Regions from separate parts of the Mus musculus genome. Here region 2 is linked to region 1. Evidence: chromatin contacts called from public HiChIP or PLAC-seq data. All regions are on one chromosome and are shown on one strand. The core of a region is the stretch at or near the end of the contact, and the rest is flanking DNA. Distances in the headings are between cores, read along the strand shown. Region 1 overlaps Gm16223 (predicted gene 16223). Region 2 has its middle 65 kb from the start of Gm43700.

Region 1 (7,011 bases), core at 1,153-3,652:
TAACTCCAACTCTAAGGGTCCTGACTCCTTATTCTGGCTTGCACCGGAACACACACACACACACACACACACACACACACACACACACACACACGAGAAAGAGTCCCAGAGGAAGAATAAGAAACTTTATTCTCATGTCAGGATGGCATAGCCTGTACCATCATCTGTCTATGTGCATGACTGCTCAATAATTTCTACCTATTACAGTTTATTAATGTTTGTGTATATATGTGTGTATGTGCATGCACATGTATATACACAGGGCCATACCTTAAGCAGGTGCAATTCTTAAGAAAATTTCTTTTCTCAGCATGTGCTCCTACATTTCCCAGTCTCTGCAGCTCTGCAGAGCACCCAGAGGGATATGAATCATTAAAATATCACTGTGGCTCAGTGAATAAGGAATACATATCCCACATTCTTCCTCTATATGCTAGGCAACCTTGGGTAGGCCATTTCTCCACTCTAGAGAACATATGTACAGAATTGTGGTGCAAGTTTGATGGATTTTGTGTGAGCTATTTACCTCAGCCTAATTGACTGATGATGTTATCCTAGACATAAATAGCATCCATTTTGTTATTATCATCATTGATGTATACTTCACAGAATTTCACTTTTCTGTATGAACATGCATTCTCCAGATTTGATTTAAGTATTTATTTCCTGGACCTTTCTATAAACAGCAAATTGCATTAAGATAGAGACTCTCTCATTCCTTCTTTGTAGCCTGATCTCCACTGAGTGCTCATATTCAAATTAAAACCCATGGGAGGTAGTTAGAAGATGGTATTGAGAGATAGGGCCTTCTGGGAATAATTAAAATTAGATCAGATCATCAGAGTAATGCCTCACGATTGAGTGACTGACTTTCTTTGGCTCTCTATGAAAATGGGGAAACACTGGGTCACTCCCCTGTTCCTCTTGACATATGACGTCCTGAGTCACCTAAGGGTGCTGCTATCAAGAAGAAGTTCCCAAGTGCAGACCCTAAGCCTTGAACACAAACCATGACTGAAAATAGGACACTTTTCTTTGTGCTAAGCCAGTCTGTTGTGCCTTGTCATTAGGAGTAAACAATGCATGAGGAAACTAGATAACAAAAATCTTGATGTTTAGACAAACTATAGAAACCCTGCAATGGATCCAGAGCAAGGTACTGGTACTGACATTTTCTAATGGCTATGAAAGAATTGAGCAGGCAGCAGGACAAGAGGCTCACTTGGAAGAGCCTCAGAGATCAGCAAGGCTAATGATTCATAAACTTTCTTTTTACATAAAACCATCGTGGATTTTTCTGTTTGTTTTAGTATATAGTAAAATTGTAAGTTGAAACCTACTGTATAAAAGTGAACTAGGCCACAGCTGTATAGGGGAAGGAGAGAGAGAGAGAGAGAGAGAGAGAGAGAGAGAGAGAGAGAGAGAGAGAGAGAGAGAGAAGGAAGAGAGAAGGAAGAGAGAAGGGAGAAGGGGAAGGGAGAAGAAGGAAGAAGAAGGGGGAGGAGGAGGAGGAAGAGAAGGAGGAGGAGGAGGAGAAGAGGAGACAGGTCCTGGGGTTCTTCCTACACCAGCATGTCCCTTAGATGGTTCAAAAAGCTCTGGTGATACCCATATTGGTAAGAGTGGACCACTTCTGACTACTTTGAAGTAGCCACTCACTGCTCCACACTGCCTGCCCTGTTCTCAACAGAACACAGCCATCCTCACCCTGACACTGAGCCCACAATTATCTGCAGTTGTTTTTATTTTAGAGCCAAGTCCAGACATTCCCAGCTCTCAGTGAAAATCATGCTCATGCATTCAGAATAAAGGAGAGAAAATAGGGCCTAAAATATATAAATAATTCAAGACTGAGTTTATTCACGATGCTGTGTTTTCTGCAGGCAGTGGTTTGTATGATCTCTCTTACATTGCCAGTTGGGCGGCCTCCATAGCATTTATTACTGCAGACAACCGTTAGAAGCTGTTTTGATTTATGCAGCTATATTCTATTATGGAGGTACTTTTATAGCTCAGCACAGTTTCTCCTGTGACACGGTAGGAAGAAGGGAAAAAAATGAGTAGATAAAAGAATAGGGCAACTCATTCCTACCATCCCCGATCAGAACAGAAGCAAAGGGGCTACCCATTCTTGTCAAACAGTAAATTAGTTTTCTGGAACACACATGCAAACAACACACACAAACATGCACATATTCATACGTGACAATGCATATGTGTTCTGCCATTGTGTTAGCCTAAGACAACGAATACTTATCAAAAACCCACTAAGATACAGTTTTCTGTTCTAGGTCATCAAAATGCTTTGGTGAAAAAAGTAGAAATATCTTCCCTCTTGCAGCATAACCTAGTTTCTACCCACATTTTCCTGCTGCAGATGCTGCTGCCTTCTCTGAGATTGTACAACGATGCTTAGTATAGGCTAACACATCATGCACAGCCAGTGCATGTGAATGGGTGAGTAAATGAGAGGTGAGGAATAACATAAAAGTCTACTACCAAGGTCACTTTTAATTTATCTTTCTACCCAGTAATGGGACATTTGAAAAAATTAAACACAGCCAACCTCCTGTGCCAGAGCATTTATTATTCTTGTGTTCAGGCTGTCTCTGTGGATGCCTCTGCCCTCCCACCCTCCGCTTCACTTGCCTGACTCACAGCCTGGAGATAGCTCTTGTTCCAGACTTCAAATGAAGTGACTCAGTGCTAGTCTCTGTCTCTCTCATACTCAGCATAGTAACAACTGTGCATGTTCTTCTCGGCATAGCAGAAGAGTTGAGACATAGAAACACAGCTCTGTAAGTCAGGCATGGTGATTCCACCAGCTATCCCTTGTGAGGCTATGCCGGTGCCTGGCAAACACACAAGTGGATGCGCATAGTCAGCTATTGGATGGAACACAGGGCCCCCAATGGAGGAGCTAGAGAAAGTACCCAAAGAGCTAAAGGGGTCTGCAACCCTATAGGTGGAACAACAATATGAACTAACCAGTACCCCCAGAGCTTGTGTCTCTAGCTGCATATGTACCAGAAGATGGCCTAGTCGGCCATCATTGGGAAGAGAGGCCCCTTGGTCTTGCAACCTTTATATGCCACAGTACAGGGGAACACCAGGGCCAAGAAGTGGGAGAGCGGGGGTGGGGGGGCAATGGGGGACTTTCGGGATAGCATTTGAAATGTAAATGAAGAAAATACCTAATAAAAATTTGGGAAAAAAAAGTAACACACAGCTCTCTTGATATCTCGATTTGAACTGGGAAACTAGTCACAAAGCCATTCAAGACATGGGCAAAGATTCCATCTTTCATTAGAGGATATCCAGAGTCACATAGCAAAGGGTGAAGCTAAATGGATTCGGAACCTAAGCCACCCTTCTGATATACCCTGGGAACTGAGAATGTTAGAGAAAATGTTTAACTTAATTCAACCTCCCAAGGGAATGTCTACTGGCCCTTCCAGCTTCCAAGTAAATCTACTACCTGGAACCTCTACAAAGTTTCCTGGTAAGCTCAAAGAGGATGCACTGAAAACAGTTCAATGTCCTGAATACCTTCTCACTTTCTTTGACCATGAGCATCTACCCAGACCACACTCACCATTAGCTTCCATTTCTGATCCATTGCCTTTAAAACATCAACTTATTATTTGTGCTCCATTTTCAACCCATCAAAGTGAAAAGGAACATGCTTATGATAAAATAATGAACCACAACTCTAGCTTACAGTATTTGATGTTTACGTTAAGTTCAGGCCTATGCTGAATAACTTTGAATATGTTATCTATAGTTATTCAATCCTTTAAACAACTCCATAGGCTATCCATAAATATCTCTCATTTATCATAAAATTATGATAATGGTAATAAAAGTAATAAGAGAGGTGAGTCACTTGGTCAAGTTTTCAGTGATACTAAACAAATCTGTTTTCAGACCCAACTTGTGTGGATCCAGATCCCAAATTCCTAACCTCTCCTCTTCTTTAAACCCTGGTTTCTGTATCTATAACCATGATGCCCCTTGATAGTAATGACACATACCTTTCTTAATGAAAAGTATCACAATATTTTATCATATTTCCAAGAGGATTCTTGAAGGATCTAAGCTTCCAAAAGACCTTGGTTTGCTTTCCCTCAGTGACTCATAGTAATGGCTAGGTTATATATATATCTCCCTACCCTTTCTCACTTCCCACCAAACCATTTCAAGCTTAGTTCATCAGAGAACATTCAGAGGAGACCACAGATTCTATTCTTCATTGACCCCACTGGATTCAACACAGCACATGGTGTGATTCATTTACTTACACAAGCACCAGTAAGTCTTCATATAAATCCTGTTGTTAGTCAGGAAAGAAGCTGGTCCCAGAGCACAGAGAAAATGTGAGAGTCTCGTGGACACTACTGGAAAAGGACCAAGTCTCTACAGTGGCATTTTGCCATGGGTCAATGGGAGAATGAGGAGAATGAGAGAAACTTGGTCCACAATTAACTTAGGGGAAGATAGCACATTTCTGTGGACAAAAGTATGCCTCATCCCCTAGGCAGCATAGTCATTCTCTCTCTCTCTCTCTCTCTCTCTCTCTCTCTCTCTCTCTCTCTCTCTCTCTCTCACACACACACACACACACACACACACACACACACACACACACCTATAATAAGCACATTATGCTTGCACTAAAGGAATAGTGGCCAACCAAAAACATATCACTTAGTCCTTGGGTTTTCAGACAAGAGTTTCAGTGTTGGGTCTGGGTCAAGGCTGGATTTAAGTGAGTTGCTTAGGTTTGAAACCATGAGAATAATGAATTCAAATTACTAGAAAATTAATAAAGTTTTATAACATACAGGTGTAGTAGGCTGCACTGTCATTCTAGCACTGAGGAAGCAAATAGCAAGAGCACCAGAAGTTCAAGGTGATCCTTGACTACATATAAGGTTCAAAGCCAGTCTAGGCTACATAATACCATGTCTCACAAACTCAACCAAGCAAACAAAATCAAATACATATGCTTATGTGTATACCCTTATATGTACAACCTGAGCAGGAGCAGCAAAACTCTGTGCATGTAGCCAAGCAATTACAGAGGTGAGAATAACCAGTCTGCCTTGCCTCACAATCAAGAGGAAAAGTAAATTATGGCTCACTGTGCACCAAGTTTCCTTGGGTAAGGATAGGATCCTCATGAAAGAGCAGTAATAGCACTGAAGAAAAAAACAAAAGAGAAACCGCTATGTTGAAGCACAGAGAAGCGTATAGATTTTACCTTTTACACCTTACTTCTAAGATGCCCTCTAATCTCTCACCCACTTATAAACACATCTCAGATAGGTATTCGGCTGAGAGAACACCAGGATAATCACTCCTCTTCTTGACCCAAAGAGGTGGGCGAGCAAACTACTCTCTTTCTTTAACAATCACCATTTGGGGAAAATGGCAGGAATTGGGTAGATTTTGAAAGGAAACTTTAATATGAAGACCCCACTGTGGCTTCTCTGTAGGGAGCCAAGAAGAGGGCTGATAATTTTGAATGTGAGAGAACTCTGCAGTAGGGAAGACAAGAAAACAGTCAGGAAGAAGCTATAAGGATTGAAGAGGAGCTCATTCATTCTGTCCTTGGCCCCCTGAGGATACAGCCTGTCATTTAGCCTTGATATGTGGGGCTACATTGGTGCTCTAGAGAGAATACAGAGGCAACGCCAGAGGAACAGATGCTAACTAGGTCTCAGAACAAGATAGAAACATGATATAAGCCAAATGGGAAGCAGAGACCAGAAACCAGAACAAGGAAGGATGAGACCACCCGAGAGGACAAAGGGAAGTTCTGGGGACTCAATAAGAGACATCCTCCCTTGCAGGTGGATCTGTGCCTCCTCCAGAGGGCTCAGGCAAGGATAAGATGGACAGTGTCCAAGGGAGGCTAATGACCTGCTCATCTGGGTTTCTTTGTTCTCTGAAGGCATGTACATCCACATTAGTATGCTCAGCAGAAGGCCTCTCTTTGTTGTGGCAGGTGCTGCAGGAATGTAGAACAGCTGAGGCTTCATAAAATCCTGAGCCTGCAGAGAGCCCCAGGAGGTCAGAAAGCCCAAGTCCCTGCCCCTCACATCTGGCCCATCAGTGGAATGTGCCACAGCTCAGAAGTATTTTGAAAATCATGTTTATTGTACTTCACCGTCTTATTTGGAGAGGTATGTGCTTTCTTTGGAGAAAAGGAGGGACATGTAACACAAAATTTATTTTCTAATCTTATTACCTAATAGTCATCACTGTAAACACTTCAGTAAGGACATTTCTTTCTTCCTCTTATTCTTCCACCTCATGAACTATGAATCCAGGGAAGAGTGTTTTGGGGTTTGTTTTGTGTGTGTGTGTGTGTGTGTGTGTGTGTGTGTGTGTGTGTGTGTGAGAGAGAGAGAGAGAGAGAGAGAGAGAGAGAGAGAGAGAGAGAGAGAGATCTGTGTATCTGGGCATGCATGGTGTGTTATAATTATATAAAAAAATGGAAGTTGATATCCCAGAATTAACAAAGCTTTGAATAAGGAGATATTAAATAAGTATGATACAACCTAAGTATAACTAACTCCTTCCTCAAACCTGGATAACAGGTTTATGATCCAGCAACCCCTCTTCTGGGTATTTAATAAAGGAAATACAAATCAGTGCCTTAGGGAAGCATCTTTACATCCATGTATATTGCAGTATTGTTTATTAGGCCGCATATAGAAAGAGTCTCAACATTCATCAATGGATAAATGAGTGAAAAAAAAATCTAGCATTGAGCACTCTTCAGTCTGTGACAACATGAAAGAAACTGTAGGATATTGTACTAAGTATATCACTAAACCAGGCTCAGAAAGACAAATTCCTTACAATCACACTTTTATAAGGAAGCTGAACTAGTCAAACACATGGAAGTAGAGGGTTATTTGGTCTTTGCCGGGGCTCTGGAAAAGAGGAAACTGAGAGATGTTGGTAAAACGGCACAAGGATTCAGTTATAAAAGCAAAACAA
Region 2 (7,011 bases), core at 1,368-3,867, 940 kb before region 1:
ACTGGCATCTCTACCCGTTTCTGGTAGAGTTAGAGGGAGAGGTCAGGACTCACGCCTCTCAGGTTCTAGACCTAATCGGCACCTTCCTGTCTGCAGCTTGCAAATAAGGTTTCATTTCATGATGGCTTCTGCATGGAGTCACTTAATGGTCGGCTCAATTAGAGACCATTTGGCCAAATGTAAATGTCATTTGAATCTATAATTGTGGGGACAGAATAATTTCTAGTAGTTTTTGATGACACACTCTACTTTGAAACATTTTTGGAGGGGGGGTCTGGTAGACCTATGTGAGGCAAACACACCCAATTTGTTCCCTCTTGTATGTAATTATCGGTTGGAGCTTCTTGCTGGCCTTTTTCGAAATGTTAATAGAATGACATTAAATTCCGGTTCATTTCAGAGCTGCTGTATTCTGCAAAAAAAGCTTCCCCAAGAAACTTTTAAAACAGATCCATAGTTAGAGTTTAAAAAAAAAAAGGAGGAAATAATTTCTTACTGTCATGTAGTGGCCCACACTGCTCTGATCTTACAGAGAGCTTAATGACTGGGAGAGGAGGGTTTAGAAACTCGCACAATGTTAGGTGCCTTAGCTTCCCTACGGAGTGTCTTGTCTTTCCTCTTGTTGACTGCATATACTGCCATTGGACTGTATTAAGATGTACAGGCGGTAACAATCAAGCTCTTTTTTAGGTCAGTTGGGGGGATTTTTCTGAAAAGGGGGAGCCGCCCAGCCCTTGTCTTGCCTGGGGCTTCCAGGGCCTCCTCACCACCATGAACAGATGACACTCTGCTGTCATTAGCTTCGGGGACATACATCTTTTCTCCTGTTATTCTCCTTCCTTCTGCTTTCTCAGCTCTCTTATCTAAGAAATGGGCCCCAGTAGATTACGAAGTCCTCAAGGGCAAGGACTAAGTCTTGTTCACCTTGAAATATCTGTGAAATAAATCCCTACCTCTGATAGCTCCCAGGGTCAGGTAATGGCCGTCACTCCTGGCCTCACTTCCTTTTCTCTCACAGCAGTAAAGTCTTTAAGCGGCCAATCAGATTGGTCTCTTGCTGATCAATGTCTCCTGACAGATGCTCTTGTCCTCCGTCCTGCCGAGGTTCCCTGAGGCTGGGAGCCTTTTATTACCTCAAACAAGATCCATCCTCCCCTCACAGACCAAGTTTCAGCCACCAGTGAGCCACCGTGTTTCTCTAGACACTTCCACTATTTCCTCATGATAACAGCATTTGAGATGCCTGTGCTTTTGTGTGCTAGGTCCTTTATAGTTACTCCGTCTGGATCATCAATACATCTCTCACAGACAAGATGATAGTTAATATTAGATGACCCCCTACACACACACACACACACAGAGACACACCTTTTGCAGTTGACAAAACTGAGTTTTGAAAAGAAAGGAAACTTGCTGCGGGGCAGACAGTTACAGGTGGTGAAGGGTTATGGTGGCCTGTGACTCGAGCCTGAGCCTTTTCTTTGCCATGTTGTATGGCAACATATGTGTAAATGAACTTCATTCTCCCTGGTAGATCTCATGTCTAGCTGAGAAGATGTGGCAGGACAGCAGAGAGCTGATCTGGTTCCACGACTATTAGAGACAAGGGCAGAACTCAGGGAAGGGCTTAACAGCAGTTAGTGCAGAATTCCCAGCAAGGAAGATTTTTCTAAGACTTGACACACGGGGCTAGAAAAAAAATACTATGCAATTGCAAAGAAATGGACAAATCCACCGTGCATAGAACCACTTCTTGCCATGATACTGTTGGTCCTGTGGTCTGTGGACCTCAGAGGGCTTTTAGAGAAGTCTTCTACATGGCTATATGTCTATGTTTGACACTTAAACTTATCAAGGCTGGAATCTAGAGCCTAGAGCCCTCAGTGGAATGACCAGGGGTAATTTGCTGAATTTTCCCCGGTAATTGTAACAGAAGATTTTTTGATTCCTCCTACAGAAATTCTTAAGCAACAGAATGGCAGAGCACCTACCATACTGCTTTGGGTAACACTGGTCAGATCTTCCTCATCAACCTCTTGGTGAGACATCCAAGTGAGACTGCCAGTGATCACTGCTTCTGCAAGCTGGAAGCAGAGGGTATAATACAGACTTCACTTAAAAGCACGAGAAAGAGACAAGGGTATTCTGGGAGCATCTCAGCCAAAGCAGAGAAGAGACTTTACATAAAGCTCTCCCAGGGCCCAGTTTCATCTGCCTTGGAATCCGGCACAGCAGGAAATCAACTTGCTGAAACAAGCCACATCCTCAATAACCCATAGCCACAGAGACAGAAAATGAGAACTTTCTATCTGAGGATTTAAAGGGTACCAGGAAAAATACAAAGGAAATATGGAGAATGACTTAACTAAATCCAAAGTCAGTCCGAGAAAATACATTTCTTATGTAAGATCCATCTACCCCACACTTTACAAGTCCCAACTCACTTCATGTCTTAATTGATAGTTGAACAGAGTTCTCTTGTAGAGAGGGATGTTTCCTGTCTACCAGCCTGCTATCGGGGCTACCAGCAACTGTGGTGGAGTATGTGCCCAGTACAGGACCCTCCGACGAGGGAGTGGGGACTGGAACATAGCCTCTGTTCTGCTTCCTTGGGGCTCCTCCAGTTGGAAGACACAGCGACTTCTTCCAGAGAACACAGAGGCACCCACTGTTTGTTCAGCTGTGTACCCAAAGAACTGTGTGCACACATTCTGATTGGTTGGCTCCAACGATGCATATTCTATTCATAACAAATGTTCTTTTTGTGAGGCTATGAATACTATGAACCTGATAGAGTGATACTCCGTGCCAAGTTTTCCAGGAAAAAACGAATTAGGCACTAAGGGTTTACTAAGTAGGGTAGTCAGTTGGGTATGGTATTGATTCATTAGACAAAGCTGCATATAGCAAAATCTGTAGCCCTACAGGGAGAGATTCACATCACTGTGTGATGTCTGGTAAGTCAAAATACATACCCAAGCCCAGGAGTAAGGGATGGTCTGTGATCACTCCGTCTCTTTTCCTCCGTTATGATAATGGCGCCCACTGGTGAGTGCTTTGTTTGAACCAATGTGCCAGGTGCTTCCCAAGCATCATCTCATGCAATCCCCCATGACCTTGTGCAAAAGAGATTTTTTTGGTGCTCATGTATGAGCATCTGTGTGTATTTGATGTGTTTGTGCATGCATGCTGATATGTGTGTTATGGATGCTGTAGGTATGTGGAGGCACAGATGTTAGGCGTCTTCCTTGACGACTTTCTATCCTATGTAGAGAGGCAAGTTCTCTCACTGAACCAGAAACTCATAGATTCAGCTAATTCCAGCCCCTGGAACACCCAGACTCTTCCTCAAATGAATTATAGGTGGGGCACTGTGGCAAAACAGTATTTATGTGGGTTCTGTGATTCCAACGGCGGTTCTCACGCTTATGCAGCAAGAGATCTTCCATGAAGCTCTCCCCCCCACTTCCCAATGTCTACGCTCTTAATCGCTACCTTATGCTTCCCTAAAGGCATGTACAATTACACAAAGACATAGGCAAACATAAGAACACACAAAATGTGATCACACACTAACTTTAACTTTTGTCTCCTATTTTTACATAACTTTCACGCGGACTGCTTCTTACTGTCATGTAGAATCACTCTGGAGTGCACAATGGCAAACGATGTCTTTCTATAACACTCGTATCAGTACTGAAAATTTCTTCTTCATACACTACCAGTCTTTCCCATTGAGCCTCCCTGCTGACTCACTACATATTCAGTTCCTAGCTCCTCATCTCCTGGGGGTTCTTGTCTGCCTTTTTCCTCAGCCGTCTCTACTTCCTCTTCAGATTGGGAGGAGGGGGAAATTAGAAGCTGTCAAAGGAAACCAAGAGCCCACATGCCTTTGTTTTTTGACAGTGTCATAAGGGCATTGCTTCAGCTTTGAAGGCTTTATCAAACTGGAGTGTGTGTTTGTGTGTGAGTGTGTGTGTGTCTATGTGTGTGTGTGTGTGTGTGTGAATGTGTGTGTGTTGTTTTATTTGAATGGGGCTAGCTGAGAAGGCATTTTCCAAATTAATGGGCAGGTTAGGCAATCAGGGTAGTGTTTGTGTGTGTGTATGTGTGTGTGTGTGTGTGTGTGTGTGTGTGTGAATGTGTGTGTGTTGTTTTATTTGAATGGGGCTAGCTGAGAAGGCATTTTCCAAATTAATGGGCAGGTTAGGCAATCAGGGTAGTGTTTGTGTGTGTGTGTGTGTGTGTGTGTGTGTGTGTGTGAGTGTGGTGTCTCATGTGAATGGGCAGTGTTACATCTGAATGGAGCTGGCTGAGAAGGCATTTTTCCAAATCAAGACGTTAATGGGCAGGTTAAGCAACCAGGGTAGTGTAAAGTCTTCAGGAAGAGTTCCCCTAAAAATTGAGGTCACAGAGCACCAAACTTAGTAGAATACAAACTGTTCTCGTCTAAGTTGGAGCTGGCCACTGGAGGCATTTTCAGCTGCAGTGTGCTAATCATGTGCACTGAGTTCCCAGGGGCACTATGCATCGAGTAGAAGCGGCTGTCTGAGAGCAGTCTCCTGTGCATAGACTTAGAAATACTGGTCTGTAGGTTTTCTGTCTAATGTTAATTTAGTCATTGAATTCTATTCGCTGACTACTTTGTGGATACTCAAAGCATGGGCCGCTTCCTCTGGGAGTTCCTTATAAATAGGAAACCTGCAACACTTCCCACCCCCAAACCTACAGATTAAAACCATGCATTTTTTTTTTTTTTTTTTTTTTTTTTTTTTTTTTTTTTTTTTTTTTTTTTTTTTTTTTTTTTTTTTTTTTTTTTTTTTTTCCATTTTTTATTAGGTATTTAGCTCATTTACATTTCCAATGCTATACCAAAAGTCCCCCTTACCCACCCACCCCCACTCCCCTACCCACCCACTCCCCCCCTTTGGCCCTGGCGTTCCCCTGTACCGGGGCACACAAAGTCTGCGTGTCCAATGGGCCTCTCTTTCCAGTGATGGCCGACTAGGCCATCTTTTGATACATATGCAGCTAGAGTCAAGAGCTCAGGGGTACTGGTTAGTTCATAATGTTGTTCCACCTATAGGGTTGAAGATCCCTTTAGCTCCTTGGGTACTTTCTCTAGCTCCTCCATTGGGAGCCCTGTGATCCATCCATTAGCTGACTGTGAGCATCCACTTCTGTGTTTGCTAGGCCCCGGCATAGTCTCACAAGAGACAGCTACATCTGGGTCCTTTCGATAAAATCTTGCTAGTATATGCAATGGTGTCAGCGTTTGGATGCTGATTATGGGGTGGATCCCTGGATATGGCAGTCTCTACATGGTCCATCCTTTCATTTCAGCTCCAAACTTTGTTTCTGTAACTCCTTCCATGGGTGTTTTGTTCCCACTTCTAAGGAGGGGCATAGTGTCCACACTTCAGTCTTCATTTTTCTTGAGTTTCATGTGTTTAGGAAATTGTATCTTATATCGTGGGTATCCTAGGTTTTGGGCTAGTATCCACTTATCAGTGAGTACATATTGTGTGAGTTCCTTTGTGATTGTGTTACCTCACTCAGGATGATGCTCTCCAGGTCCATCCATTTGGCTAGGAATTTCATAAATTCATTCTTTTTAATAGCTGAGTAGTACTCCATTGTGTAGATGTACCACATTTTCTGTATCCATTCCTCTGTTGAGGGGCATCTGGGTTCTTTCCAGTTTCTGGCTATTATAAATAAGGCTGCTATGAACATAGTGGAGCATGTGTCCTTCTTACCAGTTGGGGCTTCTTCTGGATATATGCCCAGGAGAGGTATTGCTGGATCCTCCGGTAGTACTATGTCCAATTTTCTGAGGAACCGCCAGACTGATTTCCAGAGTGGTTGTACAAGCCTGCAATCCCACCAACAATGGAGGAGTGTTCCTCTTTCTCCACATCCTCGCCAGCATCTGCTGTCACCTGAATTTTTGATCTTAGCCATTCTCACTGGTGTGAGGTGGAATCTCAGGGTTGTTTTGATTTGCATTTCCCTGATGATTAAGGATGTTGAACATTTTTTCAGGTGCTTCTCTGCCATTCGGTATTCCTCAGGTGAGAATTCTTTGTTCAGTTCTGAGCCCCATTTTTTAAGGGGGTTATTTGATTTTCTGAGGTCCACCTTCTTGAGTTCTTTATATATGTTGGATATTAGTCCCCTATCTGATTTAGGATAGGTAAAGATCCTTTCCCAGTCTGTTGGTGGTCTTTTTGTCTTATAGACAGTGTCTTTTGCCTTGCAGAAACTTTGGAGTTTCATTAGGTCCCATTTGTCAATTCTCGATCTTACAGCACAAGCCATTGCTGTTCTGTTCAGGAATTTTTCCCCTGTGCCCATATCTTCAAGGCTTTTCCCCACTTTCTCCTCTATAAGTTTCAGTGTCTCTGGTTTTATGTGAAGTTCCTTGATCCACTTAGATTTGACCTTAGTACAAGGAGATAAGTATGGATCGATTCGCATTCTTCTACATGATAACAACCAGTTGTGCCAGCACCAATTGTTGAAAATGCTGTCTTTCTTCCACTGGATGGTTTTGGCTCCCTTGTCGAAGATCAAGTGACCATAGGTGTGTGGGTTCATTTCTGGGTCTTCAATTCTATTCCATTGGTCCACTTGTCTGTCTCTATACCAGTACCATGCAGTTTTTATCACAATTGCTCTGTAGTAAAGCTTTAGGTCAGGCATGGTGATTCCACCAGAGGTTCTTTTATCCTTGAGAAGAGTTTTTGCTATCCTCGGTTTTTTGTTATTCCAGATGAATTTGCAAATTGCTCCTTCTAATTCGTTGAAGAATTGAGTTGGAATTTTAATGGGGATTGCATTGAATCTGTAGATTGCTTTTGGCAAGATAGCCATTTTTACAATGTTGGTCCTGCCAATCCATGAGCATGGGAGATCTTTCCATCTTCTGAGATCTTCTTTAATTTCTTTCTTCAGGGACTTGAAGTTTTTATCATACAGATCTTTCACTTCCTTCGTTAGAGTCACGCC

What was found. HiChIP or PLAC-seq counts read pairs in DNA pulled down with a chosen protein or histone mark.
Region 2: a contact with region 1 is called in an H3K27ac HiChIP or PLAC-seq map of VIP interneurons, with 5 times the contacts expected there. The contact joins two enhancer-like sites. A contact is called at or near these places in 1 of 115 datasets of contacts at active chromatin or transcription factors (VIP interneurons) and 1 of 9 other capture datasets (embryonic stem cells).

The regions. Positions count from the first base shown.
Region 1 is chr5:42,163,917-42,170,927 of GRCm38.p6, reverse strand. The region is part of intron 1 of Gm16223 (predicted gene 16223); the gene reads right to left. Among named protein-coding and RNA genes, the nearest start is that of Gm16223, 99 kb to the right of the region's middle. Within about 2 kb of position 2,402, at least 21 of the 459 cell types and tissues checked have an H3K27ac peak or open chromatin away from gene starts, as enhancers often do. A contact at or near this core is called in VIP interneurons, where this site is marked.
Region 2 is chr5:43,099,602-43,106,612 of GRCm38.p6, reverse strand. No RefSeq gene overlaps it. Among named protein-coding and RNA genes, the nearest start is that of Gm43700, 65 kb to the right of the region's middle. Within about 2 kb of position 2,617, at least 39 of the 459 cell types and tissues checked have an H3K27ac peak or open chromatin away from gene starts, as enhancers often do. A contact at or near this core is called in VIP interneurons, where this site is marked.